2 separate regions of the Mus musculus genome follow, and region 2 is linked to region 1. A link is a contact called in public Hi-C data. All regions are on one chromosome and are shown on one strand. The core of a region is the stretch at or near the end of the contact, and the rest is flanking DNA. Distances in the headings are between cores, read along the strand shown. Region 1 holds the start of Tmem50a (transmembrane protein 50A). Region 2 holds the start of Runx3 (runt related transcription factor 3).

Region 1 (6,402 bases), core at 1,854-4,353:
AAGATCTTGAACCATAACTTCAGACCCTGAGCACTGTATTTCACAGCTCAGGGTGACACACATTGCAACCCCAGCACTTGGGAAGCAGAGGCAGGATGACGGAGACCTCAAGGACGTCCTTGCCTATGAGCGAGTTCAAAGCCAACATGACCTACAGGAGATCCATCCAACCATCCATCCATCCATCCATCCAAAAAAAAAAAAACCAAAGAGCTTATGATCTTCCTAATGCTTCTCCCTACCAGATTAGGGAGAATATGAACTCTCCTGTCCTGAAAAATGGGAATATCTATCTCGACTGGTTTGGACCTGATTGTCTCGTTAATCCTTTCTTCCTTTTTTTTTTTTTTTTTTTTTTTGTTGTTTTTTTTTGTTGTTTTTCGAGACTGGGTTTCTCTGTATAGCCCTGGCTGTCCTGGAACTCACTTTGTAGACCAAGCTGGCCTCGAACTCAGAAATCTGCCTGTCTCTGCCTCCAGAGTGCTTGGGATTAAAGGCGTGTTCTACCACTGCCTGGCATCTTTCTTCCTTTTTTGAAGACAGGGTCTCACTATCTGCTCTGGCTGTCCTGGAACTCACTGTGTAGACCAGGTTGGCCTCAAACTCACAGAGATCCACCTGCCTTGGCCTCCTGAGAGCTGGGATCGAAGGTACACATCACACCTGGCCTTCTTCAACCCTTTAAGCCTTCTGCGCTTACCAAGTCAAGGAGGCATAACCCATAGAAAAAGTAAGTGCATACAAAATGTTTTATTATGACAACTATTAACACTATTAACAACCTCACAAGTCAAACATCACTGAGTAAAGTAAGTTTGGTGGTTGATTATTTTTTAAAAGGACACATTTGAAAACATTACAGATGGGAGGGGGAGGCAGGGAGGGGGTTGGAGAGATGGCTCAGCAGGTAAGAGCACCAACTGCTCTTCCAAAGGCCTTGAGTTCAAATCCCAGGAACTACATGGTGGCTCACAACCACCCATAATGAGATCTGATGCCCTCTTCTGGTGTGTCTGAAGACAACTCCAGTGTGTTTATTTATAATAATAAATAAATCTTTGGGCCAGGGCGGAGCGAGCAGAGGTCCTAAAATTCAATTCCCAACAACTACATGAAGGCTCACAACCATCTGTACAGCTGCAGTGTACTCGTATACATAAAATAGATAAATAAATCTTTAAAAAAAAAAGAAGAAGAAAAAGAAAACATCACATAACCTAAACCGTCTATACAGCCACAGATAAACACATGGAGAGCTAAGGTGTCACAAGGACTTACTAGAACGCCAGCAGCGATGGAGGCGATCGTGTTCCGCTTCTCCCCCCAGTCCATGCACTCAGAGCACCTCGAGCCTTCTAGAAATCCAGACATCTTTTCAGGTCACTAAACCAAAACCATCACAGTTAAACAAGGTCCTTCGGTTTTCTTGTTTCAAAGCTGGCTGTGTTTCTGCAAAATAACAGCTGGATGATAACCTAACACAAGTTACAGATGCGCTTTATTCCAGCTCTACTGATTTCTTCAGGATGTCTGATGCTGCTTTGGTGGGGAGTGAGGTACTAGGGATGGAGTCTACGTTTAATGTAAAACTTGGTTTTAGCTGGGACTGGGGTGGTGGCTGCCTCAGCCTGCAATCCTAGCATTTGGCGGGCTGAGACAGGAGGACTGGGCTCAGTCAGAGGGCCAGCCAGAGCTACACAGTGAGTTTCAGGCCAGTCTGTCCTAAAAAGACTAAACAAGGGGCTGATGACATGGCTCTGCAGTTAAGAGCACTGACTGCTCTTTCAGAGGTCCCAGCAACCACATGGTGGTTCATAACCATCTATAGGGGGATCTGGCGCCCTCTTCTGGCCTGCGGATGTACAGGCAGCACAGCACTCATAAATAAATACAAATTAAGACAAGAAAACAAAACAAAATCAGGATGGTCTTAGCATATTTACATAATATGAATGAAGGTGATTACCTTAACCTTAAACAAAAATGTACTGTCACAAAAATGACATCTCCTCAAAGATGTCACATTTTATTATTTCAAGTCCACTAGTTCTTTAAGTGAGGGCAATGATGCTTAGCCCTCCACAGCTGCTTTCTAAACCTTAAGCTCCCTACTAAAGGTTCCTATTTGATTTTAATAATAAGGACATGATAGACTTTGGTTTTAAGGTAAAAATGTAAACTTGGATGGAAAATACTTCCTCTAGGAATCTGCACATTTTATCCTACATCTGTGTCTTTCATGCCCAGATTAAGAAGAGAACGGCTCAACTTCGGGCTTTATTTCTATTTCGTTTTTTCTCCACTATTTGTCCCTTCACCAAGCCTGCCTTCGGATGTCATTACTTTGTAAAGGGCACTCATCTTACTATCCCTAACTCTGCTACTGATGCTGTTTGTACATTCCCCACAAAAAAGGGCAGGCCTGAAACGAATTCAGACTTAAATAAAGAACGTGCAGTCAAATTACCACGGTCAGCCGAAATTGTCTTAAATCCCATAAAACCCTCCTCCTTCAAGTTCAGCTGTGCAGACCCAGCCGGAGAAACGTAACTCATCTTAATTTCACAGATAAAACCTGAATTAAATACAACTCGCTCACAGTGAACACCCCAGATCTCACATGACTCCCTAAGGAAGGCGATTTCAGTTTTAGCCGCCTCTAAACAAGCTAAAGGGAAAAACTGATAGACTTTTGTGATGAGTTCGGGTCTGAAAATACACTCGTTTTTATCTAATGATTGGAAAGAAAAGCAACCCACTATGTGTAATTGTCGGTTCCCCCAATGGCCCACCCGAGTCCATTTTTCGTTGCACAATTCTTTGACATTTTCAAAGGCAGACCCGCCCTGCAGACTGGAGGAACAGGGCGCGGTTACGCGTGGGCCGAACCCCGACGCGCCACCGTCGGATGAGCGTGCCCAGCTCCACAGTTCTGGGGAAGAGTCCCCGCCACAGGAAGCGGCCCCGCAGGTCGCGGGATCTCAGCCCCGGCGGCGGCGGCGTCCAGGAGCTGGGGCACGGCCACTGCCGCGAGTTCGAGCCCGGCCCGCTGCTCCGCCCTCCCGTCCGCACTCACGTCCAAGTCCGGAGTTGGGAGTCGCGGCGCGTTTGGTAGCCTCGGTTTACTCCAGTTCTGCAAGAAAACAAAACAGCCACAGGCAATCAGACTCCCGGATGTCGATGTGCCGGTCCGCCCCCGAGTCAGTGCGCATGCGGATCGAGAGCGAAGGGCGGATCCCTGGGGTGCAGCCTATGGGCCACGCCCACCGCGCCGACAAGTCTGTGGGTTACCCGGACTCCCTTGTCACTGTGAGAAATGCTAGAGTGGAGCCTGTCTTCTGGGATGGGACCAAGGAAGGGAGGCAACAGTCCACCTGTACTGTTTGGTTTTGTTGTTGTTGTTACACTTTTTAAAATGTATTCTTCTTGTCATTGTGTAGAGATCAGACAGATCACCCACCCTCCAAGAGTGGTCCTTCTTTTCCTTTCGTCATATGGGTCCCAGGAATCAAACTCAGGTTATTTGACTTAGCAGCAAGTACCTGCTTTACCTGCTGAGCCATTTTTCCGGCCCGATGGTGACTTTAAGAGGGCTGGCATGGCCCTGCTGTCATCTCATGTTCACGTGGGTGGCAGGTAGTCAGGAGCCTGTGGCACAGAAGGTGGTTGGGTGGCTCACTGCCTTGCAGGAGGGATCATCTCTCCGGTCCCCAGCATGAAATCTATGTAGCTTTTGTTGAGAGGGGGAATTAGCTGATTAGTATTTGAAACTATACAATACCCCCTCCACACAACCCCCCTTCCCTCCTCCCCCGCCCCCCCGACTGTGCCTGAACCCAGGGCTCTACCACTCAGTCCAGGTTCTAGACCCATAACCTATTTAACTTTTACATGTTTTACATGATGAGTATTTTGCTTGCATGCACATCTGTGCGCCACTGTGCACTGTGCTGGCAGAGGCCAGAAGAGGTGCCTGGAACTGGAATTACAGCTGTTGTGAGCTACCGTGTGGGTGTAGAGAACTGAACCTGGGTCGTCGAGAGAACAGCCTGCACTCTGAATCATCGCGTCATCTTTCCAGCAACTCCAGGACCTATTTTTAAATGGACACATTTCTTAGCCCTAGAGATTAAAGGTTTATTGTGACTGGCTAAAGACTGGTTAATGTCTCAAGGTCAGGCAGTGCTCCCCCAGCCCTGTGTGTGTGTGTGTGTGTGTGTGTGTGTGTGTGTGAGCGCGCGTGTGTGCACATGTGTGTGCATGTAGGCATTTATTTCTTTAGTTGCTATTCTGGACCTCCCCATGCTAAGTTGACATTCTACCTCTGACCTCTGAGCCATCTCTCCAGGTCTTTTGCTTTTGTTTTTGTTTTTTCCCAACATGGTTTCTCTGTGTAGCCTTAGTTTTCCTGAAATTTGTTCTCTAGGCCAGGCTGGCTGGCCTTGATCTCAGAGATCTGCCTGCCTCTGCTTCTCAAGGGCCAGGATTAAAGGCCCACACTACCACCACCACCACCACCAAACCCAAATGCAGATCTTAATGAAAACTTTTAAATGTCTATTCATATTTTTTAACTGCTCTTAGTAAAGCTTCTACGAAGCTAAGTTCTGCAATGAAATCTTGCTGGAGGTCTGCTGGAGCTATTGGGTCCTGTCTGGGTAGAGCTCAGGGTTGGGTGAAGCTCCTAAGTCAAGATGCAGGACTATTGAAGCCACCGGGGCAGTGGAGGTGAAGGGCAGGCCACGGTCCACAGGGACAAACAGCCAAAGCTCCTTCTTCTTTGCGTTGTCTCTACTTCTTTACTGGCTGTATTAGTTACGTTGCTGTTTTTGTGATAAAATACCTCACTCAAAGCAACTTATAGGAGGTTATTTGGAATATAGTTCTGGAGGGAGGAATCCATCATGGGGCCAGGGATGTGACAGCAGGTGACCGGCACAGTGCTTTGAGCAGGAAGCTAGGGGCTTACATCTTCAACCCCAAGCATGAGGTAGGGCTGGAGACTTGGAATGGGGCAAGGATTTATAATCTCATGTCCTACCCCTAGTCACATACTTCCTTCAGCTGTACCACCTACGCCTCCCCAAACCACGCCGCCATCTGGGAACCAAATATCCAAATATCCAAGACGATGGGGGACATTTTTTATTCTGTTATACAGACCAATCTATATGAGTGGGTTCAGCCCCTGTGCATGGTACTCCATGAGACTATGAAGGAAGCTATCCAAAAGAGACCTGTACTTAGGTCAAACATCCTACAAGCCTGACTGGCAAGTCTGACTGGCAGGTCCAGGGCGAGATTATTCTGGGCTAAATAGCCCTGCTAAATAGCCACTTACTGCCTATCTCTGTTTGACTGGCATTCTTGAGACAAGCAGTTAAAATCCTCTTTGGAATATGCAGACACCACTTTCAGTTCCTCTTGGCTACCCATTGGCTACCCATGTTGTTGAGGTAGGCTGTTAGAATTACCAACCATCTGTGCAGTTCTGCCATGCATCCACCCGTCCCTTTGCCCATCTGGACCATGTCCTGCCCTTCACCTCCTCTGCCCTGTTGGCTTCAATAGTCCTGCATCTTGACTTGGGAGCTCGGCCCCGCCCTGAGCTTCAACAGACCTCCAACAGGGCTTCACTATCTTATTTCCACAGAGGAGTTATCTGCTCTATTATCAGCCTTCTGCTTATCTCTTCTTCTTCTTCTTCCCCCCCCCCCCCCCAGTTTTTTGAGACAGGGGTTTCTCTGTATAGCCCTGGCTGTCCTGGAACTCACTTTGTAGACCAGGATGGCCTCGAACTCAGAAATCTGCCTGCCTCTGCCTCCCGACTGCTGTGCCACCACACTCGGCTCTGCTTATCTCTTCTTCAGTGTCTCTCAAACACCTTAGACTCAGCTATGACCTCTTTAACCCTCTGTGGGCCTTCTGTAACCTACATACAGACATATATAGATTTACTGCATTCTGTGTGTTGTATGACTGAGAGTTATTATTAGCAGTTAAGATTGTTGTAAAGACCAGGCAGTGGTGACCCATGCCCTTTAATTCTGGCACTTGGGAGCTAGAGGCAGGAGGATCTCAGTGAGTTCAAGGCCAGTTTGGTCTATAGAACAAGTTCCAGGACAACCAGAAATACACAAAGAGAAACCCTGTGATAAAAGTAAAGAAAAAAAAAGAGGAGCTGGAGAGATAGCTCAGCAGTTAAAAGTGTTATTGATAAATATGGGCTGGAGAGATGGCTCAGTGGTTAAGAGCACTGACTGCTCTTCCAGAGGTTCTGAGTTCAAATCCCAGCTACTACATGGTGGCTCACAACCATCTGTACTGTGATCCAATGCCCTCTTCTAGTGAGTACTCACATATATGAAACAAACAAACAAACAAACCTTTAAACAAGAAAAA
Region 2 (6,402 bases), core at 1,883-4,382, 240 kb after region 1:
ATGTAAAGGCAAGCACCCGATAGTCTGTAGGCAGCAGGTAGCCCTCAGGCCAGCCTAGGAGAAAGGAGGAGCAAGGTGGCCACAGCTCTGTCCTAGGTTCTGAGTTCTAGAAAGCGCTGTGAAAGCTACCACCAGATGAGTGTTTCACAGGTGAGGGTGTGACACTTGGCAAAGACAGTTGGCGTGATAGAGCGTCTTTCTGGAGCAGTCCTGTGCCAAGCACTTCACACGTGATCCCAGATTCAGCTGTTCTCCCCTGTACAGTTGAGAGGAAGGCTCAGGAATATTCGACACAGGGTCCCTGGACCAGAGGGATGGAGGAAGCAGACTTAAGAACTAACCAGAGATGAGCCAGAAACAAGTGTGCTGAAACCTACCCTTCCCTGTCTCCTGACTTCCAAGGAATGAGACCCACTCAGTCCATTTCCTCAAAGACAGAGGCAACATTGCACAGCCAAGAAGCCTTAGTGGCTTGGAGGGCGGGGGTGTCCTCTCAGGATAAGAGCCTGCTGTAGATGGCCCAGGCTGGTCCAATTTACCCTACAATGGACATACACGTGAGAGAGGAGCTTTGATCTCTGCTTCCTGTCCCCTGTTGGGGACACAGTGAGGTGCTCTTAGAAGAGAGCATTTGAGAGAAGGCAGACTGTTGCCCGACTGTGGGACAGAAAGAAAGACGGAACATATGTACGCACGGTGGGGAAGGGAGAGGGAGCGATGAGTCCTGTTTGGTGGCAGCTCTCCTGGTCTGAAAATTTGACCATACATAAATAGTTCTAGGTTTGTCGGTCCAGAGAAGAAAGAAGGAAACTGGTCTGGTTCTAGACAGGTATAAGGATGAAAGTCTGAGCCTTCTATCCTATCCTCAGAACGGAGCTCAGGAACAGAAGTAGGGAAACAGGGCGGCGCCTTTCTGTTGAAGGGAGACTTCTGCTGGTTGCAGGCCCTTCGGTATCTGGGACTCCAAAGAACCGTATCTCTTTGTGAGAACCCGGGCAGGCAACCCTCGGCCTAACACCACACTATCCATTTACCTGATATGTGACCACTGGTATAAAGAGAAATCAGGCGCGCACTCTCCAGAAAGTAGCTCTTCCCCAACGCTCCGTGGCTTGGAAAACCCGTGCTGCCCGTGCTGCCCCTGCTGCAGGCGCAAGTCTGTGCTCTGAGTCTGGTGGGGGCAACTGAGCAGCCAGCAAGGCGCCAGCGCCAACTAGTGGGCGGTTCACGACACTGCTTCAGCCCGGGCGACCCTTCACCTGCGACCTCAGGCTGCGTACTGAAGGCCAGCACTTCCCCAACCCTTGGATCTGGTGCCCGCGTCTTCCGAGGGTTATAGCTGAGTCCGGGCCCAGGGTCAGATGTTGGGTCATTCCTGTAGCCCCACTTTCCGGAGACCCGGTTATTAATTTGTTGTAAGATCAGAAAGAGAAATCAGGCGGAGGGACTAGTATGGGGCAGATGCAAACTGGAATCACTCAAGAAATCGAATTTATGCATCGCATCGCAGAGGCTGCCAGTCACGGCCCACAATCGCTCGAGGGCAGAATAGACGACTCGGTCTGGGTCCTACCTGGTGACTAGCGGTGCTCCCTTTCCAGGGGAGCCCCCTGAGGGCCCATGCTCAGGGCCAGGCTTCCTAGATCCCCTCTGGTCCAGAGGCTGTTTCCATGGCGGCCCAAGGCCTAGTGATGGTCAACTCCGAATCATAGGTTCTCAAAAAGTTCCAGTAAGGGACCTTCACTGTCCTTGCTTCCCTGGTGGCTTGAGGCGCTGGCATAAGGCCCAGAGAGGGGCAGAATACAATTCTCCTGGCACTCGTTAGACTCAGGACATACCTAGTACCCCGCTGTTGTACACACAGCGCCTGATTTCGTTTTTTGACAAAATGGAGTGTTCTAAGCTGAGGTCAGAGCCAGGATGAGGTCTTGATGCCTCTGTCGCCATCGGATCCTAAATCGTGTCGCTTCTGGGGCTTGTATTGGTAGTTGCAGACAGATTCACTGTCGCTGGCAACGAAAATGCAGTCGAATTTCCAAAGCAGTGAGAGAAACACATGCATTCGTTCGTTGCTGCCGTCCAAGGAGTGCACGGGGTTGGGGAGAGCACAGCCCTCGGTGACCGGTGACCGTGGACTCTCTAGTTGTGTGTCTGTGCCCCCATGCCAGGCTTAGGAGACGGGACGGGAAAGAGTTGTTGTTAGTGAAGTCCAGGAGTTGCTGGGCCACGGAGCATGAGGAACACAGAGACCCCAGGGCCGATTTCCCACAGGGCACCTGACAGCTCTGTAGGCTCAGCGCTTTAGGGCCAAGAAGACTATGGCCCGGCCCTAGGAGGACCCCTTTCCATCCGTGGGGAGAAAGCAGTCTGAGCGTTAAGACTTCTTTCTGCCACAGACCCTCATCCACTTCCACTAGACGGACGGTGGTTGCATGCGTATGGTGTAGCATGGAATGTTCCAAAAAAGCACACTGTTGTAGGCCCCATTGTAGTTTTCAAAGACCCATGAGCTGCCAAGACAGAGGACAACTCCACGAGGCCTGCGCGATCCTGAAATTAGTTTTGAGTGGACAGGAGCCGTGTGGTTGTCCCCACCCCACTGTTGGTCCCTGTGGCAACCCCTATTCTGTCTGCCTCGAAGGTTGACACAGAAGCCACAGAGACGAGAGCCAAGGCCGCGCGGAGCTGTGGACTCCCTCGTGGGGTGGAAGCTCTAGGGTCAAAATCGTTTGTGGAGTGGAGGGAATGAGAAAACCGTCTTGGGTGTCACCGCGGCAACCAGCTGAGGGTGCAGGTTCCGGGCTGCGGTGGCCAGAGCTGAAGCAGCCAGGCTGCGACTCGAGGGAGGGGAAGCGAGCCGCAGCCAGGAGGCTGGAAACCCGATGTCTGCCCAGGTCGCAGCGGCCGCTCCTGACTCCGGGGACCGCGGCTCCCCGCGCGGCTACCGGGACGCGGGTGTCTAGACCCTCTGGGGCGGAGCCTGGCCCCTGCTTGGCTCGCGCGGGCCCGAGCCACCGGGTCCTCCACGGCGAACCCCGAGCCTGGGGGCTGCGATTGGCTGCGCCCCGCGTCGCTCGCACGGCCCCGCCCCGAGGCCCGGGGTACTAACCCCGCGCGGGCGGCCGCGTCGCCGCCACTTGATTCTCTAGGATCCGGGCTGGGGCCGCGGCCGCCGAGTCCGTGGGGCGGCCGCGCGCGCCGGATGCGGGACTAGCGGGCGCGCGGCCGACCGTCGGGGCGCACCCCCTCCCCCGGCGCCGCCCCTCCCCCCACCCCCCACGCTGGCCGGGCCCCGAGCCGCCGCCTTCCCGCCTCCCGCTTCCCGCGGCTGCGGCCGCCCGCGCCCTGACGGCCGCGGCATGCGTATTCCCGTAGACCCGAGCACCAGCCGCCGCTTCACTCCCCCCTCCACGGCCTTCCCCTGCGGCGGCGGCGGCGGCGGCAAGATGGGCGAGAACAGCGGCGCGCTAAGCGCGCAGGCAACCGCGGGCCCCGGCGGCCGCACCCGGCCCGAAGTGCGCTCGATGGTGGACGTGCTGGCCGACCACGCGGGAGAGCTCGTGCGCACCGACAGCCCCAACTTCCTCTGCTCCGTGCTGCCCTCGCACTGGCGCTGCAACAAGACGCTGCCGGTCGCCTTCAAGGTGAGTGCAGGGGCCCGAGCCGGGAGGACACCGGGGAACCTGGGCGCCCCCATTTGCAGGAGCCCATACCGGGGAGGACTTGGGGAGCACCTAGAAGTAGGACATGAAAGGGGATGTCACCCAGCTGGCAAGACACCGGGGTACCCGGGCGCCCCTACTGCAGGATGCCACTCCCGGAAGGACCCCCGCTGGACTCCAGGCGATCCGCAATAAGAGCCCAGACCCCAGAGAACATGGGAGGTACCGTGGTGGAAGAAAAGGGGGTCACCCGGCTAGCAGGACATAGGGGTGCCTGGTCACCCACGCTGCAGGAGCCCAGGCCCGACAGAACATGAGAGGAACCTGGGTGTCCCCGCTGCCCGAGCCCGGGTCCAGAGAGAAATATGGTTACATCAGTCAGGGAAGGTACCAGGAGGACGTCCAGGAGAACTGGGCGTGGGGAGTTCTTCTGCCGTTCCTATTCCAAGAGTCAGAACCCCAGACCTCCCGTTGGGAACGGTACACCGCGGCCTCTCTGCCGGAGGACACGGACACTTGGGGCGCTCCTTCTCGGTGGCACAGACAGCCTGGAGGAGCCATACCCCGTTCCACCTGGCCTTCACGGGGCCCTGCAGAGTATAGTGGCATGGAAACCGGAGGACTGGGGCTCCCAGATTCTTTGGCACAGTCTAACCGGTAACTGGGATGAGGACCGCCGGAGCTGGGCGAGGACCCGGGAGGTGTGGGGCACAGAGGGCGAGGAGGGCCTGGCCTAGCACCGCGCCTCCTGCTCTGCAGCAGAAACACTTCCTTCCCACACTCTCAACCTCAGCGGCTGAAGTGTTGCACAGGGCGACCGTAGGCCGGTTCTAAAGGGCTGCCTCCGGCATAAGTCTGCATCCCGAAAGATAGGCAGAGACTTGGGGAATGCCTCCATCCTGGTAGCCCCAGAGTCGTTCAGAGAATTTATTTTTCAACGATACCAGGGATAGGCAACTGTTTCGTTTCTCTCTCTCTCTCTCTCTCTCTCTCTCTCTCTCTCTCTCTCTCTCTCTCTCTCTCTCTCTCTTGTAAGGGGGGCAGCCAGATGAAACGAAAACGCCTTGGTTTTCCCCTAAACCTCTCACAGCTGCCGTGAGAAAGGACAGAGTAGGAAGGGCCAGCGGCTGGGAGGTAGTGATGCCCGAGGTGGCTGGAAACGCGGCTGCTGGCAGCTGAGGCCCTCCTTGCTCCCATTAAGACTTCAAATTGGAAAGGGGTGGGGGGAAGGCTGGTGACTCTTTGAGGTCTCCCGGGTGACATCTTAAAATACCATTGGGGGAAATCTCCCGGGGAGGAGAGGGAGGAGGGGAGAAGGGGGAGGAGGGGATGAGGGCCGTGTGACTGTAATCGTCAGATCGGAGGTTTTACTGTCACTTGGAGCTTAAAAGGAATCTTTGAAATTAAAAGAAGACAGGATGTTGACAGGAAATCTGGCCTTTTTAATCAGACCCCAAACATTTTCTCCTTGAAATCTTTACCATCTGGATCCCCAGTCCCTGCACACGGCAGCCACGTTTAAATGGCTGTGACTCTGTTTAAAGTCTGGTTCAAAAGGCATCTGCCTCTTGATGCGCCTTGGGTGGGAAGGAGTGGGGGAAGAGATGACATTTAAGGGGCATCTCCACCCACCCATCCAACAGTTCCCAGCAGGTACATGCTCAGTGATCGAAACCACCCTGTCCTCTTACCCCGGGGTTTTCTGGATCAACTTGCAAAAACGCAGTTTGTTTTGCATTTTGCATTTTCTCTGCATAACGAATCCAGGCTCTGTTGAGGCCATTTAACTGGGCCTTGGTCACACTGCAGGGCCAAATTCCGTACCCCTAAGGGCCAGTGCCTTAATTGACTGCAAGGAGTAGCCCGGTTATTAAGGTTGCTGATTCTTTGGCCGAGAACAGTGTCGTCTCCTTTGCCGCCCCACCCTTACCTGTGACCTTGTTGATTGATAGCTCTAGCCTAGACTTAATGTAATAAAAATGGATGCTTTCTTGGAGCTCCCATCAACCACTAGACCCAGGATTTGAGTCTGGAGGCTAGGAGCTCATCACTAGGCTTTGGTTGTATTGGGAACGGATCTACACGCGGTTAAGCCTCTTTCACCCTGACTCAGAACTCCTCAGAGAGCCTGGGACCTGGGCGGGCAGCTGCGTGAGCCCTTCCTTTTGGCTTTTCTAAGCCATCCTCTCTCCTGCCCGTTTCCTCAGGTGGTGGCCCTGGGGGATGTGCCGGATGGAACGGTGGTGACCGTGATGGCCGGCAATGATGAGAACTACTCCGCCGAGCTGCGCAACGCTTCCGCTGTCATGAAGAACCAAGTGGCCAGGTTCAACGACCTTCGATTCGTGGGCCGCAGTGGGCGAGGTGAGCAGGGGGAACTCTGGGATGGCAAAGGTGGGGATGAGAATTGAGGAAAGCTAGTTCGTCTCAGCAAGGCCCGGTAGGCAGTGCCACCCTTTTATGTGGATATGTCTGTGATCTCTTTCGAGTAAAGGAGAGTTTTCTCGCAGGTTCTCGCAGGGTTTAGCAACTTCTGAAGTCTCCGGTGCTGCCCTTCTCCCCCCCCCCCCCCGCCACCACCCCCCCCTCCCGCTAGCATCTGTGATCTCAGAAAAGATGCTGAGGGAGGTTCCTGTACGCACAGCTCAAGCAGGGTATAGATAGATGTCTTTCAGTTGGGGCCGAGGCATCCCAGCCTCTCTCCCCGGGGGTACAAGTCCTCTGTGGTCTCCCAGGCGCA

The links. A called contact is a pair of places that touch in the nucleus more often than the background predicts.
Region 2: a Hi-C map of CD8 T cells shows a contact between it and region 1, with 2.2 times the contacts expected there. The contact joins the promoter of Runx3 here to the promoter of Tmem50a in region 1. A contact is called at or near these places in 10 of 39 promoter capture datasets (the C10 cell line, the HPC-7 cell line, cranial neural crest and 4 more), 4 of 484 Hi-C or Micro-C datasets (CD4 T cells, CD8 T cells, the MNK3 cell line and 1 more), 15 of 115 datasets of contacts at active chromatin or transcription factors (bone marrow-derived macrophages, craniofacial prominence, effector CD8 T cells and 9 more) and 4 of 9 other capture datasets (adipose tissue, embryonic stem cells, liver and 1 more).

What each region holds. Positions count from the first base shown.
Region 1 is chr4:134,911,813-134,918,214 of GRCm38.p6, forward strand. Tmem50a (transmembrane protein 50A) reads right to left here and starts at 3,104. Exons shown (of 7, transcript NM_027935.2): 1 at 3,077-3,104; 2 at 1,279-1,383. The coding sequence starts at 1,371.
Region 2 is chr4:135,149,413-135,155,814 of GRCm38.p6, forward strand. Runx3 (runt related transcription factor 3) reads left to right here and starts at 3,133. Exons shown (of 5, transcript NM_001369050.1): 1 at 3,133-3,644; 2 at 5,870-6,026. The coding sequence starts at 3,360.